2 separate regions of the Mus musculus genome follow, and region 1 is linked to region 2. A link is a contact called in public HiChIP or PLAC-seq data. All regions are on one chromosome and are shown on one strand. Each heading gives the region's core, a stretch centred on a gene start, on an enhancer-like site or on the middle of the called end of the contact. The rest is flanking DNA. Distances are from core to core; before and after follow the strand shown. Region 1 has its middle 4.0 kb from the start of Gm35312. Region 2 overlaps Deptor (DEP domain containing MTOR-interacting protein).

The links. HiChIP or PLAC-seq counts read pairs in DNA pulled down with a chosen protein or histone mark.
Region 1: a contact with region 2 is called in an H3K27ac HiChIP or PLAC-seq map of embryonic stem cells, with 11 read pairs. The contact joins two enhancer-like sites. A contact is called at or near these places in 1 of 15 datasets of contacts at CTCF or cohesin (the NIH/3T3 cell line), 5 of 484 Hi-C or Micro-C datasets (2-cell embryo, liver, morula and 1 more), 3 of 115 datasets of contacts at active chromatin or transcription factors (embryonic stem cells and hepatocytes) and 1 of 9 other capture datasets (embryonic stem cells).

The regions. Positions count from the first base shown.
Region 1 is chr15:55,282,557-55,289,603 of GRCm38.p6, forward strand. No RefSeq gene overlaps it. Among named protein-coding and RNA genes, the nearest start is that of Gm35312, 4.0 kb to the left of the region's middle. Within about 2 kb of position 5,360, at least 6 of the 459 cell types and tissues checked have an H3K27ac peak or open chromatin away from gene starts, as enhancers often do. A contact at or near this core is called in embryonic stem cells, where this site is marked.
Region 2 is chr15:55,216,640-55,223,579 of GRCm38.p6, forward strand. Deptor (DEP domain containing MTOR-interacting protein) reads left to right here. Exons shown (of 9, transcript NM_145470.3): 8 at 1,530-1,634. Among named protein-coding and RNA genes, the nearest start is that of Gm26296, 42 kb to the right of the region's middle. Within about 2 kb of position 5,577, at least 13 of the 459 cell types and tissues checked have an H3K27ac peak or open chromatin away from gene starts, as enhancers often do. A contact at or near this core is called in embryonic stem cells, where this site is marked.

The DNA of each region.
Region 1 (7,047 bases), core at 4,110-6,609, 66 kb after region 2:
TTGCTTCTGCCTCCCAAGTGCTAAGATTAAAGGAATGTGCCATTGCACCCAATTCAGTTGTTGTTTTATGTTTGTTTTTGTTGTTGTTGTTGTTGACCAGTATCTGAGAGCGACCATTTTGAAGCAGTGATGAATGACACTGTAATGAATATTCTAGAAAATGTCCATGGATGACCATGAGTATCCCTTGCATGCATTTTTGAATATGCATAGTAGAATATGCATGCATTTTGGTTCTGTTAGGTAAAGCACTGGCAGTCTTTGCAAAGTGGTTGTGCTCATTTGTATTGCCACTTGTAGTGTATGAGAGATAAGACTGTTCCATGTTAGCGGTTCTTCTAGGCTCCGCCCAACAGTTACCTAGCAACAGCTAGGCACAAACCTGGCTCACTATAAAAGGACTGTTGAGCTTCTAGAGTTCTCTGACTGTTTTCTCTCTCTGACCCCTCTCCCTCTCTCTGTTCTCTTTCTCTCTCTCCCTCCCCTCCTCTCTATGCATGTGTTCCCAGCCAGCCTCTTTTCTTCTTCTCTTCCCCCACCCCCTTTCTTTGCCTCTACCTCTTTCTCAACCTGCCTTCCCTTGCCCCCAAATAAACTTTATTTTATACTAGACTTGCCATGCGGCTGGTGCCTTGGGCTGGGGCAGGGCGTTGCTCAGCATGGGCCCACTGAGTGATGTCCCCTTACCCTGCTGCATCATATCACTTTTTACAAAACATCACTGATGGCTCGTTTTTATTCCTCTTTTAAATATCGGCCCCTTTAGCAAATATGTAATGATTCCATATTATAGTTTCAATTTCCTTTTTCCTGGAGCCATGGACACCAGTCATGCTTTAAAGTTTGTCATTTTCTTCTTTGTTCTACACAGAGTCTCTTGGACGCTATAGAGCCATCTTGGAGTTCACTTTATAAGCCAGGCTGTCTTTAAACCTGGACCAATCCTCTGCTGGAGTGATTGGCATATGCAGCCATTCCTGGCCTCTTGCATTGGCTGTTGGGAATTCTCACTGAGACCACTGCTCATTAGGAGGAGGGAAAAGACCTTGTTGTTCAAGGACAAAGAAAGGGACTTGCTGGGGGTAAAGAAAACATACAGGGGATTATGTAGATTTGATGCACTTGTATCAAAGTTGCTGGAAAAAGAAGATAAAAATGATATTTGTCCATAGCAACAAAGTCATGTACTCATTGGGAAGAAAGTAAGTTGGGGGAGGGAAGAGAAATCTAAAGATGAGGTCCAGCTACTGCACTCAGAAAAGTCAAGCGATGGCTTTGGGTGGACGCCAGCAAAACTCCCAAGAGTCTACTCAACCAATGACACTCCACAGACATAAGATGGTTTCCTAATTGCCAGCATCTATACAAAAGGCTGTGTTTCCTGGCTAGCATCCAAAAAAAAAGACAAAAAGGAAACTGAATGGTGGTTGTTGTGCATATGGGGGCAAGGTTGCCAGTCGAGGAAATGGACAACACAGGGGTACAGTCCTTTTTCGGGCTCATTGAACGTAGGAGAAACAACAAGGTCAGAGTGACCTAGACTGCAAGACATCATTATCCAGGTTGTGTCAGAAGAGCTGCACAACCCTGAGCAACAGGCGGGGCCTGGAGTCACGTGGCTCTGCTGTGTGTTTCCACCTGTCTGCTCTCCGACCTCCCCACACCCCAGCACCAGCTATGGACCGGTCCTTAGCTGTCACAGGGCATTTTGAAGCTACTCTAGATTCTACTTTCCCACTAGTAGACCTAAAATGGGTTCTTCATAGAGGCTCTCAGATCGCCATGGCTGACCTGACAAATTGTGATCCTGTGTTATCCTTTAAGACCTCCACTGAAGACTTATACAGGGAAGAAACCCTTCCTGCTTTCCAGCAACAGGCCCTGAGAGAATATTTTTTTTTTTTTTTTTATTTTAGAGACGCAGATGGGGGAAGGATGATACAGACCACAAACCCAGTCTAATCTATCTATTTAACCCACTAAGATGCCTACTACTTGACAGAGACTGCAGGAAAAAAATCTATTTATTTAGTGCTGCAATGTCTAATCTTCACTGTCAGCGTGTCAGGATTTAGACTTACCTAGGAGACAAACCTCTTGATGTATCTGTGAGGGTGTTTCCAAAATGGATTAACAGAGGAACGAAGAGAAGACTCATTATAGATGCAGTGACACAGTTTTGTGGGTTGGTGTGATTTGCTTTGATGGGACATGTGCTGTGGGCTTGGTGATGTAGCTGAGACACAGCACCCAGAAAGGATTGGGGAGCTTCATGGAGCTTTTGCTTTTGCTTTGGCGAGTCAGATGAACACCAAGCAGGTAACACAACGAAGTGTAGCACCAGGGAGACCTATCCTTTCCTTCAGAGGATTTTACATCTTCCTGTGTGCTTTCCTCTGTTGTTTTATAGGAAGAAGACTTTGAAAAGTTCAAAGCAAAGATCCCCCTATCAGGAAGTGAGTTTTTGCCAATGGGAGATCTTCAATAATGTCTAGAAAAGATTTAGTTATTACAATTGTTTTCTTCTAGCAACCGCTAGGGATGCTGCTACGTATCCTTCAAGGTACAGAACAGCCCTCCACAACGGCGAGTTGACTCAAAATGTCAGAACTACAAGGTGTAAAAGTCTTGATTGCTCACCTCTCTATCTTTTTTTTTTTTTTTTTTTTTTTTTTTGAGACAGGGTTTCTCTGTGTAGCCTGACTGTCCTGGAACTCACTCTGTAGACCAGGCTGGCCTCGAACTCAGAATTCACCTGCCTCTGCCTCTGCCTCTGCCTCTCTGCCTCTCTCTCTGCCTCCCAAGTGCTGGGATTAAAGGCGTGCACCATCACGCCCGGCCTCTCTATCATTTTAATAACTGGAATTCTTTCTTTTTTTAAGATTTATTAACTTAATATATGTGTGTTCTATCTGCATGTACACCCGTGTGCCAGCAGAGGGCGTCAGACCCCATTATGGATGGTTGTGAGCCACGATGTGGTTGCTGAAAATTGACTTCAGGGCTTCTGGAAGAGCAGCCGGTGCTCTTAACTGCTGAGCCATCTCTCCAGCCCCCAGTGATGGGAATTCTTAAACTATGAACATACAGCTGAAGATAGGTGTTAAAACAGAAGACGTTTCTAAACTCTGTGGCTTAAGCAGTTCAAGTCTAGGGAATCTGACAAAGTTTATGATGTGTAAGCCTAGAAACTTAAATATGGCATCAGAATTTGCAAGATGCCTCAGTGGTTAAAAGGACTGGCTGCCATGCATGCTGCCTGCATTTAACCACAGGAATCTACATGATATAAGGAGAAAAATGGACTCTTGTAAGTACCTCTACCCATGTGCTGCAGCGGGTGCGTGTCTCCCCAACACACACACACACACACACACACACACTGTGTAAATGTGGGAGGTAATTTTAAACAGCATTACTAATCTGTGTATTGGGCCACCTATCTAGAATACTAACATTCAGAAAGATGAGGCAGGAAGTTACTACTTTGAATCTAGCCTGAGCTACTTTACGAGACCTTGTCTCAAACAAAAGAAAACACCCATAAAAAGAAATTGCTGGCTCTAAAATAGTAAGCAAGAAGTGTCTTAATATCTAGAGGCTTCTCCCAAGCATGCGGAGCTGAGGTTATCCTCGCCCGGTGACTCTGAAGACATCTAAGAGCTTGGTGCCAAGGAAACAGTTTACTTAAGACAAGTCCATCTAAGAGTCACTTCATTTCAGAACTGTGGAGAGAAGCAAGTCACTTACCTTCTCTGTTTGAAAAGACAGAGAAGTGCGGGGGTGGGGGGTGGGGGGTGGGGGGAAAGATTAATGGAGCCGCACCCCTCGGCCAAATCCAGCCTGCACACTCACTGGTGTGCAGAAAGGGAACTGTGCATGTTTGGGAAAGGATGTCTGTCCCTTGTGTCTTCCTCCTCCTCCTGTCTTGGAAAAAAAAAAAAGAATATCTTTGTACTGATCAATTCTATCTGGGGATTAAAGCACATTTAGTTTTAGAGGTACTTTAGGGATGGGATGTAGCTTAATGATAGAAGACATGCTTAGCATACTGAAGCCCCTAGATTCTATTTCCAACAACTCTTCTTAAAAATGAAAGGTAGTAGATTTTTTTCCATTTTAACCAAAACCTCCCCAAACAGTATAGTTAGTTCATGACCAAGAGTTCAAACACAGGAGCCTGTGGGAGATGTTTTGCATTCAGAACACATCCATCACTAACATCAAATTTCTTTTTCTTTTTTTTCTGAGACAGAGTTTCTCTGTATAGCCCTGGCTGTCCTGGAACTCACTTTGTAGACCTCGAACTCAGAAATCCACCTGCCTCTGCCTCCCAAGTGCTGGGATTAAAGGCGTGTGCCACCACGCCCACTAACATCAAATTTCTTATTTTTCCTCCATAAACTGCACTCCTAGATTCTTTCCAGGGCCAGTGGCGGGAGTTACCCAGAGCCTGAGACCTTTAGATATTACCAATCCCACTGACTGGTAGGAAGAGGGTCAGAAGTAGGATTCTCTGATAGCTCATGAACTCTTTTTTTTTTTTCTTTCCTTTTGCACTCCCCTCCTCCCCCAGCAGGCAGGTGGAAGGGGCAATAAATGTTAAGACATGGTCTCATCAGGTAGCCAAGGACAACCTCAAACTTAGTCTTCCTGACGGCCTCCCAAGTATGGACATTACGAGCATCATGCCGTTCTTGAACTGTTCTTCTTCAGATCAGTGTCACGTGGTCCAGAGTCAAGGTCGAAATGCAGGCTATAGACTTTCAATCTCACTGGACATGTGGAAGAATGTTGAGGTGACGTGTGCGGCAGAACGACACGGGTCTTTTACTATGAAAGTGTGAGGCACGCAGGGCAGATGGCGGAGGGGCTCTGACTGCTGAGTCCCCAGATGGTGCATGCATGAGTAGCTTCCGTTTGACCATCCAGGCAGCATGGCAGACATAGAATATATGTTGAAGGAGGAAAGTATTTGTGGGTGCAAAAATTTGGGATGGATCTGGAAGTTAACAAAGAAAAGATTTTTAGTTTGAGGCTATTCAAGTGACTTTTCTTTGGCTAAAGGGACACAATATCAAGTCTCTGGGGAGACAGAGAGACTATCAGTGAATTCAATAGGAAAGAAGAGCTAGACTAATAGTCACCCTTGGGAAGGGGAGGGAGCAGTGCTGTCCAGCTTGTGATTTAATAAGAGAGTTTGGTCTAAGTGGGAGGACATTTCCTCATCTTCAGTCTTTAAATAGGCTGTGGTGATTATCATGTGCAATCTGCATTTTCCTTGCCTGGCCAGGGCCTGGGTGCCTTCTTGGCTTCTCATTGTCATGCTAGCTATTTCTAGCCACATAGATCACCTGACTTCCCCTCCATTCTCCACCTCACCCTCTATGGCTCAGGGTCCGGCCTGGAGCAACCCCTTGCTTTGCAGCCTTGGTGTGTGGAAGTTATAAAGCTTCCTTATCCACGTTGCTGACCACTGCCCCACCATTTCCAGGAGCCCCAGCAATGACTGGGTCCCAACAGAAACTTGTCTGAGGTCCTCAGCATCAGTTACTATCTCTGTTCACTGTTTCCTTGGTTCTGTCAATTGCCAAGATAGCCAGGCTCAGGAATGACTATTGCTTCTGGAGTCTTGACTGGGTAGGAAATACTCTCTCCTTCCATTGATCTCTTGCCAAGAACCAGCCTCTGCTTGGAGAGGGGTTCTGAGGAAGGGGTGTCTAGGAATGGCTAAACAAACAACTATAAGTCAAATTGTCCAGGCTGGTGGCCTATGTTCTTTCTGCTCTAGACCGCTTTCCAGGCTGCTCTCTTTCTCTCTGATGTGTTTTCTCTCTCTCTAAGTTCTGCTCCAGATGGTTCTCCAAGCAGTTCTCTCTGGCTATTCTAAAAAAAATTCTCTGAATAGCTTATCTCTTGCAGATCATAGGTCCAGTCTTTTATTTTACATATCAATTCAGTCATTTACTCCAGGTTTCCTTTTGATTGTCTCATGAATCAGCATCCGGAGACCCAAGGCCCTTGATTCCTAAGAGACTGCAAACACACATTTTCTGTTAACATTGCAAAAGAATTCAGAGGTCTACCTGTTAAGCACAGACAGCAAGCTAATTGAGTATGCCTCATCCTGAAATTACCATTTCTACCTCACCTGGACCTAAATTAGTTCTGTCTCAGGCTGACCTTGAACTCAGGAATCTGTCTGCCCGGGTAAGTAAAAACAAGATGATGTCCTGCAATTATCATTTCCTAAATCTCTTTATCTCCTTCCTTAGTATCTTTCCAACAAGTTGTCTCATAGTTAGCTGCCTTTATTCTTTTAGAATCAAGAGGCCTCTCATAAAATTCATATTGTATATTTTTTGCATATTTTTGAGGAATTATATATTTTGAACTCATGTTTTAAAGAGTTCTTTTCCACCCCCTTAAGGGCTGTCCTGAAGGACCCCAGGGCTTCCCATTTTGCTGAGACATTAGCCACACCTTAACCTCCTGGATTTGTGCTATTTCTGATTATCATGGAGTCATTAATATTAACAGGGAGAACATTGCTCGAAGGAGGAATGTAAAATGTGTACATTATTATACAAACAAGCCTTATGTCCTTGGCAGCCATTGACATTCATGGAGACCCCTGTCGTGTCTGTTGGCCTTGTTCCAGGGGCAGGGACCATGTCACTCTGTCCCCATGAAGACCATGCTGGACCCAGCAGCCTCTTCTCTGGGTTTTTGCCAAGGAAAAAAAGGAATCTCTGACCATTTTATTATTTTTTTTCTTTTTCTTTTTGGTTGTCTCCCCCCGCCCCTCCCCAGGGTTTCTCTGTATAGCCCTGGCTGTCCTGGAACTCACTTTGAGACCAGGCTGTCCTCCAACTCAGAAATCCACCTGCCTCTGCCTCCCGAGTGCTGGGATTAAAGGCGTGCGCCACCACTGCCCGGCTCATTTTATTCCTTTACTTTCTTTATATCCACCTTTTTTCTATAATCCATTTGGCCAAAAATGGTTAGGCAGAACCCTTTAAGGAAGAAAGCCCTCTAGTTAATGCT
Region 2 (6,940 bases), core at 4,327-6,826:
ATCAATTAACTTTAGAGGACCATCTCCCCTCCCTCTCCATTTCCTGACAAATTTTGTTTATTACCTCAAAGGTGAGACGTTTTCCCACACATCCATTCACATCCCAGATTCTAGCTGAGGACTCCTCTCATGCTGAGCACTGGGGAGTTGACAGAAGGGCTTTGTCTTAGTTAGGGTCTGCTGTGAGTAGATACCATGACCAAAGCAATTCTTTGTTTGTTTGTTTGTTTTGTTTTTTTGTTTTACGAGACAGGGTTTCTCTGTGTAGCCCTGGCTGTCCGGAAACTCACTCTGTAGACCAGGCTGGCCTTGAACTCAGAAATCTACCTGCCTCTGCCTCCCAAGTGCTGGGATTAAAGGTGTGTGCCACCACACCCGGCACCCAAAGCAACTCTTATAAGAACAGCATTTAATTGGGGCTGGTTTACAGGTTCAGAGATTCAGTCTATCATCATCTAAGTTGGGGCATGGCAGGATCCAGGCAGGCATGGTGCAGGCAGAGCTGAGGGTTCTACATCTTCATCTGAAAGGCTTCTAGCAGAATATTGGCTTCTAGGCAGCTAGAATGAGGGTCTTCAAAAACCACACCATCAAGGCCACACCTACTCCAACCAGGCCACACCTTCTAGGCCGGGCAAATACAAACCATTGCAGGCTGTTATGTCTGCATCAAAGGGAAAGGCACACGGTACATTTGATAGTGAACTTAGATATAATAAATCCATAGTATCAAATCCTAAAGCCATGGAAGCTCCTGACAGTCTCAAGAATTTCCCCCAAGGTTCCCACTTGCTCTCCTGCTTTCCCCCAGTCTCCAGCTTTTGAGAGATGGCTGGCTGTGTTTTGAGAGCATTTGTGTGACTTTGTATTTAAATGCCAGCATCACTAGTACTTGATTGTGAGGATGTTTCATCTGCACTCCAATTGGCATACGCACTAGGGGATGCCTCTGGAACCATCCAGGGAACCTTACTGTCCGTTCTGATTCTGTAGGAAAAGGCATGCATTGGTGCCAGACAATATCTGGACCAGAGGCCGTTTGCAAATTGTGAACTTTATCGACTACTTTTCCCTTGGTTTTTGCAGTAAACTGTCTTTCAAAAGAGGCCAGGACTTTTCATATCTCCCACCATGCTAGGCTTTGATGTTGCTAGGTGAAGGTCTGTTATTTGGATATGAAGGAAAGATCGGGTTGAGATAGAGATTGAATCTAGAGAGAAAACGCAATGATGTTTTTTTAAGATCTTCTCAGACCCATACTGCAGTGGGATATGAAATTGGCGGGCAGCCCCAGGAAGCGCTATGCTGCTAGCTGCTTCCTGGGGAGTGACCTCCCCAACACAGCTTCCTTCTGCCCAACAGGTTATGTGCCACCACCGCATTTTCATTCCCCTGACATGGTAGGGATGAAATGAAGAAAAAGTATATGTCAAGACACATGGTTAATCATGGGTCAGACTGTACTCGCAGAAAGACCTGCGAATGCCCAGGAATGGCTGCTGCTTACTCATTGTGGTTTTCCTCTCTAGATTGTTGGTGACGCAGTTGGCTGGGGCTTTGTGGTACGAGGAAGTAAACCATGCCACATCCAGGCTGTGGACCCCAGTGGACCTGCAGCCGCTGCAGGGATGAAGGTACAGTTGATTGACCCCTTGTTCCTCGCTCGCTCTCTTGTATGGTCTGGTTTCTTCAGGGAACCTTCGTGAACTATGATTTTTTTTTCCCCTTAATTTTTACATTACTTAGCTTTTCCCTATGTCTTCTCTCCCCTCCGAAAGAGTCCTATCTATGGGGCATGGTGTCCCACACCTGTAGTCCCAGCACTCTGGACACAAAGGTGGGAAGATCTTCAAGCACTGACAAACCAACCAACCATAAGTCAGTTGTTACCCCTATAACAGGCATCCCACTATCTCAGAAGTAGACACGTTACATTTAGGAGGTTAGTACTGTAGTGTGCAGATTCCACCACTCGGTAAGTCTAATGACAACTTTCATCTCCGTCCGAGCTTGATGCCTCTGTGTCCTGCTTCAGCAGTCACATTTACTATCTAGCTGTAATGGACAAGCAAGAGCAATGGCAGTAACCTGTATTGTAGAAGGGGCCTCAGGGGCCTCTCTGACTAACAATAGCTATTGGGGTCCAGGAGTCGCCTCACAAACCACATAAACACTAATCTCAGTCAGACAAGGATAGTTTATTGAGCATATATGCGCCACGACTGGTCAGCCAGCGCCACAGTCCAGTCAGGAACTGAACCATGATCCTACAGGGTTTTTAAGCTCCAAATCCACAAACATCTGTGCTGCTATTTCATCAATTAGGTTTCAGGGATAGGAGATTTTTTTAGGAACATGTCTTCATTTATATTTATCCTGTTCCCATAGGTTGGTGTATTCTACTGTGCCAGGGGACTTGCCTTGTCTAATATCCATGTCCAACTGGTCTACCAGGATGGGACTTGTCTAACATTAGGTCTGACTATACTCTTCCTTAGTTTGGTTTGGTTTGGTTTGGGTTTTTTTTTTTTTTTTTTTTTTTTTGGTTGTTTAGTTTAGATAGATAGATTTATTTATTTATTTATTTAATGTGAGTACATCGTAGCTATCTTGAAACACACCAAAAGAGGGCGTGTAATCTCATTACAGAGGGTTGTGAGCCACCACGTGGTTGCTGGGAACTGAACTCAGGACCTTTGGGAGAGCAGTCAGTGCTCTTAACCACTGAGCCATCTCTCCAGCCCCTCTTCCTTAATTTGAAGACCATGTCCACTAAGTCCTATGCTCGAAACAATGCCGGCCTCCTTGGCTAAGGCAGCCGGCGTTAGAGATCCTGGTCCAGCACCCAGGGAGCTCAGAGGGAGAGCTGGGATGCAAAGAGTGAGCACTAATTTCTCAGCTAAGGCTGAATTTTTCATTTTCTAATGGAACTTTGACTCAAAGAAGGATTTTATATTTTACTTCTACAATGAACACTCTGTATAAATTATTTTTGGCACATTCTTTCAGTTTCGTGTATGAACTCTTTTATATGAGGAAGGATTTGGCTTAACCCAAATTTCTTTTGAGAAGGAATTCAGTAGATTCCCATGGCAGCTGAAGACCTGGCTTTGGCCCAGCTAGCGAAGCAGACTGGGAACTTAATTGCTTTTAGTTCACCTCTAGTGATTAGCTGTAGCATAACCTTCCTATTTGGTTCATATTCCTATCTTCTCTGGAGGTATATGATGGTTTTCATGTACCACAGAGCAGTATAGAATTTATCTGAGCAGATTCTCTGTAATTGCACTGTATAGCATTCTAGTTCAGCAACAAGTCCTCACCTGAACATTCCTGCTCAAACATCTTCTATACTCTTCTTGGAAATTAATCAGACACATTATACACATTAGCATATTCATGACTCTTCTAAATCTGGCAGGGGAGGGGGTGGTTTTAAATTATATAACCTATCAGTTTATCCCGGAAGAGAGACTCCAGTAAATGCCTGTAATTCCAGGACACAGGGACTGAGAGCAGGAAGATTGTGACTTCAAGGCCAGCCTGGGCAACATGGCAAGACCTAATGGGAGGGAAGGTGGGTGGGGATGCAATTCCCATATGAGAAAATACATTTGGACAAACTGCATATATGTATGAATGTATGAATATATATAGATATATTTATCTATGTATCTGTATACACATATATGACTATATGTAAATATATGTGCATCTGAGTGTGTATATGTGTATTTAGGATTGTGCATGCCTGTATTCCAATACAGGTTGGTTTGCTTTTGTTTGTTTTTGAAGTGAGTGTCTCATGTATCCCTCAAGCTGGCCTTAAACCCATGATCCTTTGACCTCTGGCTTCCAAGTACTGGACCTACAGGTGTGTACCTCACTTCTAGCTTAGAACTGTCCAGTTTGTCATTGTTGGTGGTGGGGGGGGGGTTTCTTCTGTTTTTTTCTAAGACAGGGTTTAGCTCTGTGTGTAGCTCTGGCTGTCCTAGAACTTGTTTTGTAGACCAGGCTGGCCTTGAACTCTGAGATCTGCCTGGCTTTGCCTCTGAAGTGCTGGGATTAGAGGAGCACACCATATATGTTTGAATCATGCTGCTGGTGGCTGTGACAATGATGATGACTGTCCTACCTTCTATAGATTAGCTGTGTGTACTCACTAGAAATTATTTTGTGTATTTTCCTACCCAAAGCACTGAGTAAATTTATGTCCCATTATCATGTGTGTGTCGATAGAATTTTTTTTTTTTTTTTTTTTTTTTTTTTGGTTTTTCAAGACAGGGTTTCTCTGTATATCCCTGGCTGTCCTGGAACTCATTCTGTAGACCAGGCTGGCCTCGAACTCAGAAATCCCCCTGCCTCTGCCTCCTGAGTGCTGGGATTAAAGGTGTGCGCCACCATGCCTGGCCCAGATAGAATAATTTCATTTCCATTAAATGACAGTTGTGGGCAAGAGAAACAGCAGGTAAGGGTGCTTGAGCCTCTATTTCCTGGTTGTTTACATCGTGAAGAGTTACACTGACCTGGGTCCTTGTTCCATACTCGCCTTCCCGAGTAATGGATTAAGGTCCTTGAAACTTTGAGCCCAATTCAACATATCCTCCAGCTCGGAGTTTCTGTTAGAAATGTAACCCAAGTAATTAAAACCCATTATGTCAGGCCTCTGACTTTCTCCTTGTCTCTTTCTGTTTGTGGGGATACAGCCCTACATCTGGCCACTGTGACTCTCTCATTCAGGAGAGTTTTACGGTCTCGGGAACCACATAGTTTTACTGCCTTAAGTGCTTAGAGCAGGTCATCTCACACGTTATGGGTGCTTACCATTTCCCTCTCCATCGCATCTCTGTCACCTTGTTAGGGGATCAGAATGCTTCAGAGTGTGGTCCATCCATATGAGGATAGGACAGGTCCCAGACTGGTGACAATGGGTGCTAGGTTCCCTCGTTAATACTTCAAGAGCTTCCAGCCAATATCTTTGAATCTGAGCTGCTCCAAGTTTATAAAGGTTTTTTTTTTCCTCCCCCTTCCATCTCTCCCTTCCCCTCCTCTTTCTTTCTCTTTTTTTCCTGATGTATTTCAGCCTGGCTTTGAACTTGCTAAGTAGTGGAAGATGACCTTGGTTTTGCTACTTCTGCTACTACCCCCACCTGGTGCTGGGATGGCAGTGATTCTGATCACCATTGTCATTTTATAAGTCATTTTATTTATATAATGTCATTTTGTAAGTGCAAGGCAAGCACTCTACAACTGAACCCATCCCATCCTTTCTTTTTTCCCTGCCACTTTACTGAGGAAGTCAGTCGATTCTTTCTCACTCTCTTGTAGACTGCAGTCAAATAAGTGTGCTGTGGACTCTAACCACATGTCACACACCATTCCTTTGCTCTCACATCACTGCTAGCCCTGAGTCTAGAATCCACTGAATTTGTGATCTTTTCGTAGACTTCCATAGTCCCAAGTTCAGTCCCAGTCTTTGCATTTCACAAATAACCTCCCTGTCTGGCTATTCAGTAAGTCTAATGAAGTAGCTCTGGCACTTAATGCACACTAATGGCTTCCTGTTGCCATGAGATTAAACGCCAAGATGTAGCTAGCGAGTCCTTTGTTCTTGGGCCCTATCAAAACCTCATACCCTGCCCTGTATTGTAGTCCTATTGTCTTTCTCTGTAACTTCCAAACACTAGGTTAACTCCTGCCCTGGCTAAGTAGGCTGGAACCACTGTTATCTTTCAAGTCTGAGATTCTATGTTCCTGTCTCAGCGAAGCCTTCCTTCACTACACTGTGAGAGCTCTCCCAGTCGTTCCCTGCTTGCTCTTTATTGTGTAGCCCTGCTGTTTAGTCATCCTAGGCTGTGACAAAAATCCCATAGGCTGCAGAAGTTTAAACCATCAAACATTTGTTTGAAAGTCCAAGATCAAGGTTCTGGTCGATTCTGTGTGTGGTACAGCTTCTTAGTTTACACTGTCCTGTTGCTGGGCTTGAATTGCTTTGGATTTTGGGGGTTTGGTTGGATGGATGGATGGATGGATGGATGGATGGATGGATGGATGGATGGACGGACAGACGGATGGTTGGTTGGTTGGTTTTTTTGTTTGTGTGTATGTGTGTACTTGTGTGTGTTTTGGTTTTGTTTTGTTTGTTTTTTACTGGAGCAAGTGCAAGTTCTCCCATCACCTGATATAAACTACTAATCCTACTCATGAGGATGCCTGCACGATGCCCTCCTGCAGGCCCTGCCTACTGACCCCATCCTACCCTAGGGGAGTAGCACACAAATATTCAACCCATCGTTCTTGTCTTGTTTTCTGTATAACCAGGATCTGGAAAAAAAAGTTTTTTTTTAAATTTTTAATCTCCAGTGCCTACACCAAGGTTTATTCTCTGTCTAAATAACTGTCGTCCAAGTATCTAGGATAATCCCTGGCACTGAAGCAGAATTATTGACAGATCTAATGGTATTTTTTTGTAAAAGGGGTCAGGGAACCCGGGCGGGTACTTATTATCTACATCAGAATTTGGGTACTTAGCATTTGCATCATGGCTTCAGATATTTTATAGCCATGATCTCTTTGATTTTTCCAACCTCTTATGAGGATGTTTGGAAAAAAACCTCCCTACTTTATAACTGAGGAGATAAGGACCCAGTTAATCCCTTTCCCAGTGTCACTCAGCATATAAATGTCAGGGCTAGATTCAAATTATCATGCTGCTGGTGATGTTGGTGGTTGTTGTTGCTGCTGCTGCTGCTGTTTTGAGACAGAGTTTTACTTATCTACTCCAGGGTAGCCAGGATACTATTTATTATGTTGCCTAAGTTAGAACAAAGATGTTATTTCAAGATATAGAAACTGTTGAGGCAGAGCACAGTAATTGGTAAGTCCCAGTAGGTCATTAAATGTGTGGTGAAGTACTTAAGGGTGCATAACCTTGCATGTC